2 separate regions of the Mus musculus genome follow, and region 1 is linked to region 2. A link is a contact called in public promoter capture Hi-C data. All regions are on one chromosome and are shown on one strand. Each heading gives the region's core, a stretch centred on a gene start, on an enhancer-like site or on the middle of the called end of the contact. The rest is flanking DNA. Distances are from core to core; before and after follow the strand shown.

Region 1 (4,602 bases), core at 517-3,016, 2.0 Mb before region 2:
GAAGTTCTTGTTACATAATTACTGGATGAATAGAAGATGGATAGTTGGAAGGAAGGAAGAAAGAAAGAAAGAAAGAAAGAAAGAAAGCAAGAAAGAAAGAAAGGAAGGAAGGAAGGAAGGAAGGAAGAAAGAAAGAAAGAAAGAAAGAAAGAAAGAAAGAAAGAAAGAAAGAAAGAAAGAAAGAAAGAGAAATGGATGGATGGATGAAGGAATGGATGGATAGATGAAGGAATGGATAGATGGACAGATTAATGGATAGATAGATGGATAGAAGGATGGATGGATAGATAAGAGGTTGGATGGATTAATGGATGAAGGGATGGATGGGTGATGGATGGATGGGGATGGATGGATGACAAGTAGATGCAGTGTTCAGCAGTGCAGAAGGAAACTCTTCAGTATTGCTTTGTCTCATCTCTTGTTTACATTACGAAATGAGAAATCTAGTAGGCCTGGTGGTACAAGCCTGTACCCAGTTACTTAGGAAGCTGAAGTTGAAGGATTAAAAGTTCAAAGCCTTCCTGGGTTACACAGAGAGTTCAAGTCTGCTCTAGCCTGGGCAACTTGTGTGCCGCTCTATCTCAAAATAAGTAGAAATAAAGGACTCAGGGCTGGAGAGATGACGCAGAGGTTACAATCCTGGATGCTCTTCCAGAGGACTCAGATTGGTTCCCAGCAGCCACATGGCAGCTTAAAACCATCTGCAGTTCTAGTTCTAAGAGATCTAATTCTTCTTCTGGCAAACCCCAGATTCTGAGGCTCACTCATACACTTAAAAGAAAAATTAATATATCCTTAAAATATACAATTAAAAACTAAATAAAGTGCTGCAGATGTAGCTTGGGAGAATTTGCTTAGCATATGCAAGGCCCAGGCTTTTAATTTCCAACAAAACAGAAAACAGACGTGAAGCCCAGGAAGCGGGACCCCAGGCTTGTTTCATGCACAGGAGTATTCCAAGTTCCCAAGTGGGAACGAAGAGGACCTTGAATTTTTTGGTTGAGCTTTTGTTATTGTGAATATAGGTAGGCGCCATACACCCAGAAAACTATTGACCCAGAAATCCAAACTTACAAAAGTAAACATGCAAGAAGAGTATTTGTTTTATGGAAGCACCCATTGTAGGTTTCTATTCATAGAAAGCACGTCACTGCTTTTAAAGGTCAGTGTCCTGGGAATGCAAGAGACCCTTGTCTACCAAGATCACACCTGCAGATGGCCAGGGCTAGAGCCCCACAGGTCACCCATAAGCCACGAGAATAAGACTATGTCCCAAGTAAAGCAGGTTAGAACAGAGTCACTGGGTGGTGTATCTTCAATTCCTTCAAACCCTACTTTTAATGATGGTTCCCAAGCCCTCCAGCCTCCTCTCTAGCCCACCACCCAGCAGAGGCAGTGGGAAAGAAAGGACGTGGGGGAAGTGGACCTGCCTGGAAATGGTTCTTTGGAGCAAATTCCATCCCCGTTGTCAGAGAATCAGCAGTTCAGTTCACAGGTCAGCAGTGGCAGCTCGATCTACTTGTAAACACTTCACAGATACACCCGCAGCAGTCCAGTTCAGTAGTATTGGGATAGCAGCAGTGGTGGCATGACCTAGCAGGAACAGCCAGGCCTCAGTTGAAACAGCAGGAGTCAGCAGAAGGAATTCAGCTCACCAGCAACCCCAGGAAAAGTTCTCCGTGGTGCCTCTCTTAACATACTGAAGTTCAGCAAAGATGAGAGACCAGCAAGTGTTGCATAGCTAGCTCTACCAGTGAGTCAAGCTCCTCTCACAGTCCGCTGAGTCCTATTTATCCCTCCAAACATCACGTGTCCTCCGCGTGTCTTGCCTCACCACGTGAGTCTGACTTAGTAAAACTCCATGTGAGTCTGTCTCTGCTGACATCATTCTGCCAATTGGCCCAAGTCACCTTCACATATTTGCCTGAGAAAAACACCACCCAACACAACTGATTTTCCAAAGAACCCTTAAGTTTCCACCTCAAGGTGGATTCTTTCCCTCTGAGTTCTCAGCTGAACTCAGCATCTTGGAGTACATCTGGAATATGAGGCCTTTAAAGGGTGTTTAAGATAAAATGAGATTATAGAAGTAAGCTCTAACCAACATGGCTGGAGAAACACAAGACAGCCATCTTTAAGTGAAAGAGGAGGAGGGCTCAGAAGAAACCAGATCTATAGATGCTCGTGTCTCCAGCCTCCAGAAGCAAGATATGATAAATTCCTGTGGCTGCCGCCTGGTCTGTGCTATACATGATCATCTGCATATACATGGAAAAAACCTTTTGTAGGCTTTCTTCTACTGTTCTGCAGACTACAATTATAGTGCAGAAGTTTCTGAATCCCAGGCAAACAGAAGACAGAGAAAAGGTGCTTCCCCCACCTTCTTCCTCACCCCAGGCAGCTCAGCTGGGCTTTCCCCTCATCCTGAGGTTCTCCCTAGCAGATGCACACACTCCGGCCTCCCGGCAGAAAACAGTTATAACAATCCAGGTTTCTTTTTTTTTTTTTTTTTTTTTTTGTCACAAGAGTAGGAGTATGGAGGTAGGAAAATGGCTGTTACTTTGATCCTTAAGGAAAAAAGATCCGTTCTCAATCTCCTGCCTCACTCTCTAAATACAACCACACCATTTGGACATTAGAATTGCTTTTGCAAACGCTGCAGAAAAACAAGCAACTTGGAAAGTCCTGAGCCTTCACTTAAGAAACTAGCCTAGCTGAAGCCCTGCGCTCGGTTGCTGGCCCTTCACAAAACCAGTCTCTTGCCTGTAATTGCTGCTCCCAGTAAGTGGAGGCAGGAGGGTCATAAGTTCAAGGTCATACTTGGCTTCAAAAAATAAGAGGAAACCCTGGCCTTGGACCTGTGAGTGGTGGGAGACAGGAGCCAGCCAGAGGTATAGACAGAGTGCATTCTTTCACTGAGAATAGCCCGAGCGGCAGCATCAAAACAATTTAATACATTACTTCCCTTTAATAGAAGTGCAAATCAAATGTCTCGCTCAATCAAACCATGTTAGGAGAGAAACCCTTGGTCAGCTCCGGGTTCTGCTCAGGCAGGCCTGCATGGAACAGTCCTGGCTGAGGACTGCTTGTATCATTAAAAAATTATCGTAACTGCTTGCTGCCAGAAGTCATTTGCCCTGCACTGTCCACGCTTTAGCGGCAGAACTAATGCTTCCTGTGGCTGCGGATGTCTGGGAAATAGCATCCCGAAGATAAAGGTCTGCAGACAGCTGGAGAGAGGGAGCTGGCCTGGAGGAAACAGTAAGACCTGGGGGCTGGGGCAGGAATGTACAGGCTGTGGGTCACCCTGCAGGAACCAGGCCAGACCAGTGCTCCCTGAAGTGGGTAGAGTGGGTAGAATGTGGACCACGGAGGTGGTGTGATGAGGAGGGCCCATGTTTCTGATTCTGTTCTCCCAATGCCCTCCCACCCTAGGTTTAAGATTCAGGATAGCAAAAGTGTACACATGTGTGCTTGTGGGGTAGGTTGTGAGCGAGTGCTCCACTGTGGGAAGGTTGTGAGTGAGTGCTCCACAATGGGGTAGGTTGAGAGAGAGTGCTCCACTATGGGAAGGTTGTGAGAGAGTGCTCCACAATGGGAAGGTTGTGAGAGAGTGCTCCACTATGGGAAGGTTGTGAGAGAGTGCTCCACTGTGGAATAGGTTATGAGTGAGTGCTCCACTGTGGGAAGGTTGTGAGAGACTGTTCCACCATGGGGTAGGTTGTGAGTGAGTGCTCCACTGTGGGAAGGTTGTGTGAGAGTGCTCCACTGTGGGAAGGTTGTGAGTGAGTGCTCCACAATGGGGTAGGTTGAGAGAGAGTGCTCCACTATGGGAAGGTTGTGAGAGAGTGCTCCACAAAGGGAAGGTTGTGAGAGAGTGCTCCACTATGGGAAGGTTGTAAGTGAATGCTCCACTGTGGAATAGGTTATGAGTGAGTGCTCCACTGTGGGAAGATTGTGAGAGAGTGCTCCACTGTGGGGTAGGTTGTGAGTGAGTGCTCCACTGTGGGGTAGGTTGTGTGAGAGTGCTCCACTGTGGGAAGTTTGTGAGTGAGTGCTCCACTGTGGGGTAGATTGTGAGAGACTGTTCCACCATGGGGTAGGTTGTGAGTGAGTGCTCCACTATGGGAAGGTTGTGTGAGAGTGCTCCACTGTGGGAAGGTTGTGAGTGAGTGCTCCACTGTGGGGTAGATTGTGAGAGAGTGCTCCACTATGGGAAGGTTGTGAGTGAGTGCTCCACTGTGGGGTAGGTTGTGAGTGAGTGCTCCACTGTGGGAAGGTTGTGAGTGAGTGCTCCACTGTGGGGTAGATTGTGAGAGAGTGCTCCACCATGGGGTAGGTTGTGAGTGAGTGCTCCACTGTGGGAATGTTGTGTGAGAGTGCTCCACTGTGGGAAGGTTGTGAGAGAGTGCTCCACTGTGGGGTAGATTGTGAGAGAGTGTTCCACCATGGGGTAGGTTGTGAGTGAGTGCTCCACTGTGGGAAGGTTGTGTGAGAGTGCTCCACTGTGGGAAGGTTGTGAGAGAGTGCTCCACTGTGGGGTAGATTGTGAGAGAGTGTTCCACCATGGGGTAGGTTGTGAGTGCTCCACTGTGGGAAGGT
Region 2 (4,793 bases), core at 2,263-4,762:
AAGGGGAGATTTGGAATTCTAGAAGCTCTCTTCTGGGAAAGGATCGCTGTGCATCTGACAGTGCCCCCTTAAAGGAAAACAAAGTTTGCCTTGGCTAATGGTAAGTTAGTTTTGGGCATCCTTCCCCTACTACTCCCGCCAAAAGGGTTTGTGCACAGAACGATCTGCATAGCCAACCCCGGAACTAACTAACGTATTTGCCTACCTGGATCGCCTAGGAGATAATTCATCCATTGGGAGACCTTCTGCTTGAAGGCAAGTGTAAGATAATAGCCAAACCAAAGAGAATAGTGAAGGAACTAGCTTTTCTGCGCGTGCCCTTCGGAAACCCCTTTCCAGGAGCAGTATTCGCTGAACTTTTCCCAGACAATTCATTTCTGTCTGAATTCCCACTGATAATGAAGCTGTTTAAGTGAAAGTTGAAGTTTCAGAAGGATCGGATAGAATAGGAAAGCAAATTCAAGTATTTTTTTTTCCTTAAAGGTAATTCCCAAGATGGCCTGTGCTTGCTCATTTTTAATAAATTTCTGTTCCAGTAATACTACAGCAGCATCCCAAGCATAGAGTTCAATCCGTCGGACACTGTGGTGTAGGCAACACCAAAGGACTATTTTCTCTTCACACCTAAGTATCGTCCCATGTTCCTGCTGCTCAGTTTTCCTCACAACTCATCTTGGGCGTTTTTGAGAAATCTCTCGTTAGGTCCAATTATTTGTTTCACTGGGAAAAACAAAAGAAACAAAAACTCTCTTCTGTGCTAGACGTAATTTGAAGACACTGGAATGTGCTTCCCTGGTTTTCTAGAAGACATAAGCAATCCACAGGTACACCAAATGATGTGACCAATGACAACACCAGCTAACATTAGCAGAGGCAAAACCAGTACGTTTTGGACCATCCTTTCCTTACTTACACTTGGAGCAGGTTGAGTGTAAAGTCATCAGACTATGTGGGGAAACTGAAAGCAGGCCTCAAAGGATTATAGTGCCAAAATAGTATTCGAATGACTCCAAGGTAGACAAACAGCTTTTCCACCAAAGTGGCCATATTCCCTGAATACATTTATCACCCCTACAACAGGGTCCCTGTTCTAAATGCAACTTGCTGTCTGGTGGCCTTAAAACAATGAAGGCTTCAAAATCCTTTAGGGAAAGTTTTTGAAAAGCCTTGAGATGAAGACATGTGTGAAGTTCCCACTAGAGATCTCTCCACAAGCATCCTTCACATGGAAGGGGGAAATCAACAAAAAGGGAGGTGTAGTTAAGGGTTCAATGGGGGGAGGGGGGAGGGGAGGGAAGGAGAGAGAGAGAGAGAGAGGTGTGTGTGTGTGTGTGTGTGTGTGTGTGTGTGTGTGTGTGTGTGTGTTGGTGGGGGTGAGGTTGCTGCAAAGAAGGCTCATTGGTCATTTGGTTTTTAGTGTAGAGGCTTCAGTGTACACCAGACACAAACATGATGTTCTCTAAGAACTGAAGTCAGAAGCCAAGATGACAGCGACTTTTCATAAAGAACCAGTTGGTTCCTCGGTATCTTTGTCTCAGGATCACTCCCAGATAGACATGTGTGGACACGGAGGCCTTTGATATACCATCAGCAAACCTCGGTCTTTCAAATTGTATTACTTGATAGATTCTCTATGTGTCCTTAATGGATGATAGGAAGCTTGAAGTTCTAGAATGTAGGACATCCCTTGGGGGAAGTATCACTACTAGATCCTAAAGTGGGCTTAAAAAATGCAGATTGGTCACTTATGTGGAGAGTAATTCTTTTCCTTCTGGAAGAGACACCTACAAAGTTCTGACAGGGAACCTGTATGGCAATTACTGCACCTAAGTGATTTGTCCTTGATCCTTAAACCCAACACCTTTCAGATAGAGAATCTTCAAGTGACAATCAACACCCTTAGGCTCAAAACTGGCTTGTAGTTAATACCTGCAGAGGAAGCTGTGGTCTCCTTGCTTCTTTTCAAGGAGTCAACGAAAAGGCATCAACTATCCAAAGTATTATACTGACCTAAAAATATTTTTTGTAAACTTTCCAAATATTTGCTTTGAGGAAAATAGTTATTTATTGTCAAAGCATCCAACATACCTGGATAAACTATACCGTTTAATAAATCTCTTAGGGATAGAAGAAACACATAACTATTCAGACTCCATGTCACTGGCACAAAATTACACTTTGTATTAAAAGGGAATACATATTTACATCATTGATGACATTCTTCACTGAAGTCCATAATCATTTCATGATACATGCACTTCCCCCTGGAAACTTAAACCGAATGGCGCCCCCCTTTTTATCCATTTTGTTTATTTTTGTAAGAACACAGCTGTCATCAGGAAATGCAGAACGCATCTCCTCTTCCTCCATTACTTTATATCTAAAATAAACTTTGTCCTTACATATAATTATTACATCTAAACCATAAGTGCTTAATAATTTAAGTAGAAACGTATGACAAATGCATCAATATGTTGCAATATATGACATTTTTTTAAAAATGTACTTTTGTTTTTGGGAAAGTGAAAATTCGTGCATTCAAAAGAAAACCCCGCTCAAACAACCCACCCAATCCAAAATCCACCATCCTGTGCATCGTGTGCGTGCGTCCGTGTGTGCGTTCGTGCGTGCGTGTGTGTGTGTGTGTGTGTGTGTGTGTGTGTGTGTGTGTGTGAAATTAAACATTTGGATGATGAGGCTCCTGGCGAGGGGAGGGACCTGTGTGTGCACGTGTTTGGTTGCAGTGTTTGGGGGCATAAGGTAGTGGTGGATGTCATCCTCGCGTGTCTGCTCCTGCAGGTGGCTTGACTGTGCGTGCACACGCGTGGAAAGCCGGAGTCTTTTACGCAACAATTAATTATGCGAGGTCATGTGCCGGGACAGGTGGTGACGCTCCCTGAAGGACTCGTTGCAAATGGGGCACTTGAGTTTCTCCTCCCGCCGCCGCTTCACCAGGGGCTCCATGGCATACTCCTTTTTGTGGTGAGACCGCATATGGTACACCAGGTCGGAGGTCATGCGGAAGGAGGCGTTGCATTTGGCGCACCAGTTCTGCGCGGGCAGACACAGCGAAGTGAAGGAGGGCGGCAGCAGGGTGAGCGCGGAGGGCAGTTGCAGCTGCAGGGGCCCGGCGGCGGCCGCCGCCGCCGCTGCCGCCGCAGCCGAGCTCTTGGGCCAGAAGGCGGTGGCGTAGAGGAAGGGGCTCTGCTTGGGCAAGCCACCGCCACCGCCGCTCGCCAGGGGCCCGCAGGCTCCGTTCAGGTCCGCTGCCCCCTGCAGCTTCACAGCCAGCGGATCGGCGGCGGCCGGGTAGAGTCTGGTGGGACCCACGCCGTCTCCCGGGTGACACGGCTCGAGAGCGCCCAGCTTCTGGCCGAGGACCAACGGGGACAGCTGCGAGAAGGAGCGCGCGGGCTGCGAGAAGGCGCTCTTCCGCTCGTCCGATGCGGCCGTTTGGCCGCCCCCCGAGCCCCCCGCAGTCCCCGCGGTCCCCGCGCCGCCACCGCCGCCCAGCTGCGACACCGAGGTGAAGGCGCTGCCGCGCGCGGGGCTCCCGCCCTCCAGCCGTCCGGGCAGAGAGCCTCCGGGACGCGGAGCCAGCAACTTCTCGGGGGCCCCAGGCGACCCCGCCGCGGGGGTGGACGAGCCGTTGCTGCCGCCGCCGGCGACACCGCCTCCCGCGTCGGGGTCCTCGGCCGTGCCCCCTGCGCCGTCTGTCGCCGCCGCCTCCTCCTGCAAGCCCACCGCGCGGCCCGCCTTCTTCACCTCCACGAAGGCGCTGCGCTTCGCCTCGCCAGTCTCCGGGCTGGGCGGCGCGAAGAGCCGGCCGTTCTCCTCCAGGCCGAAGTAGCTGCCGGCGGCGCGGTACTGCTGCGGCGTGCACACCAACTCCTCCTTGGAGGTCGCCAGCGGCCTCTCGGAGAAGCGCGCACGGCCGCCCGCCAGCCCCGCGCCGCCGCCCTCCGCCGCCGCCTCCTCTGGGAACCGCCTCTTGCCTTTGCAGCCGCCGGTGGCGACGCCGTCGGGACTCAGCTCCGCCTCCTGGTGGCCGCTGCCGCCACTGCCGACGCCCGGGGCCGCTACGCAACTGCTGCTTCCCCGGGAGTTTTCCAGTTCCCGAGCCAAGTTGTGGAAGTCCGTGGACGGCTTGGCGCTGCCGGCACCCGCGGAGCCCGGCGGGTTGCTCGCCTCCGGGGATGACGCGGGGTAGTGGTGTATGGGGCCGGCTTTGCAGAACTTGGGGCCCGGGATCAACGGCGCCTCCTGTTGCTGCTGCTGTTGCTGCTGCTGTTGCTCTTTACCACCGCCGCCGCCGCCGTGGTCCTTAGTGCCCAAGCCGCCCCCTTGCTCGTCTTGGGGATTCGCATCAGTGCTGTGAAGTCTCTTGGGGCAGCGGAATCGCAGATGTGCCACATAGGGGAACTCAAACTGGAAACGTTGGCTGCATTCCAGGCATGTGTAAGGAGACGACCCTGCTTAGTGAGCAAACACACACACACACACACACACACACACACACACACACACACACACACACACCCCACATGGTTAGTTAGCATCGCCCCTAGGCCACTTAGCCATCCTCCCCATAACAAATCCACTTTATCTTTCTGGGCTGAGTGCCCAAAAAAATGAATACACTATCCTATTTGGTGCAACTTACTTTCTTGATTTGTGCATTTACTAAGTCAAACGCTCCCCAACTTTTCCTTCCCCTTCTGTCCTAGTTCCATTCGGGACAACACCTCAGAAGCTTCGTCCACCCTATGATGTGCAAGGTGAGCCCAGGCACC

Evidence for each region. Promoter capture Hi-C pulls out the DNA fragments that hold promoters and counts their contacts.
Region 1: a promoter capture Hi-C map of liver shows a contact between it and region 2, with 2.4 times the contacts expected there. The contact joins the promoter of 2310034O05Rik here to the promoter of A730035I17Rik in region 2. A contact is called at or near these places in 2 of 39 promoter capture datasets (hippocampal neurons and liver).

The regions. Positions count from the first base shown.
Region 1 is chr5:100,207,856-100,212,457 of GRCm38.p6, reverse strand. It overlaps 2310034O05Rik (RIKEN cDNA 2310034O05 gene), which reads right to left and starts at 1,766. Exons shown (of 4, transcript NR_040679.1): 1 at 1,431-1,766.
Region 2 is chr5:98,184,703-98,189,495 of GRCm38.p6, reverse strand. It overlaps A730035I17Rik (RIKEN cDNA A730035I17 gene), which reads left to right and starts at 3,512. Exons shown (of 3, transcript NR_153823.1): 1 at 3,512-4,452; 2 at 4,728-4,778. It overlaps Prdm8 (PR domain containing 8), which reads right to left. Exons shown (of 4, transcript NM_029947.2): 4 at 2,048-4,472. The coding sequence ends at 2,854.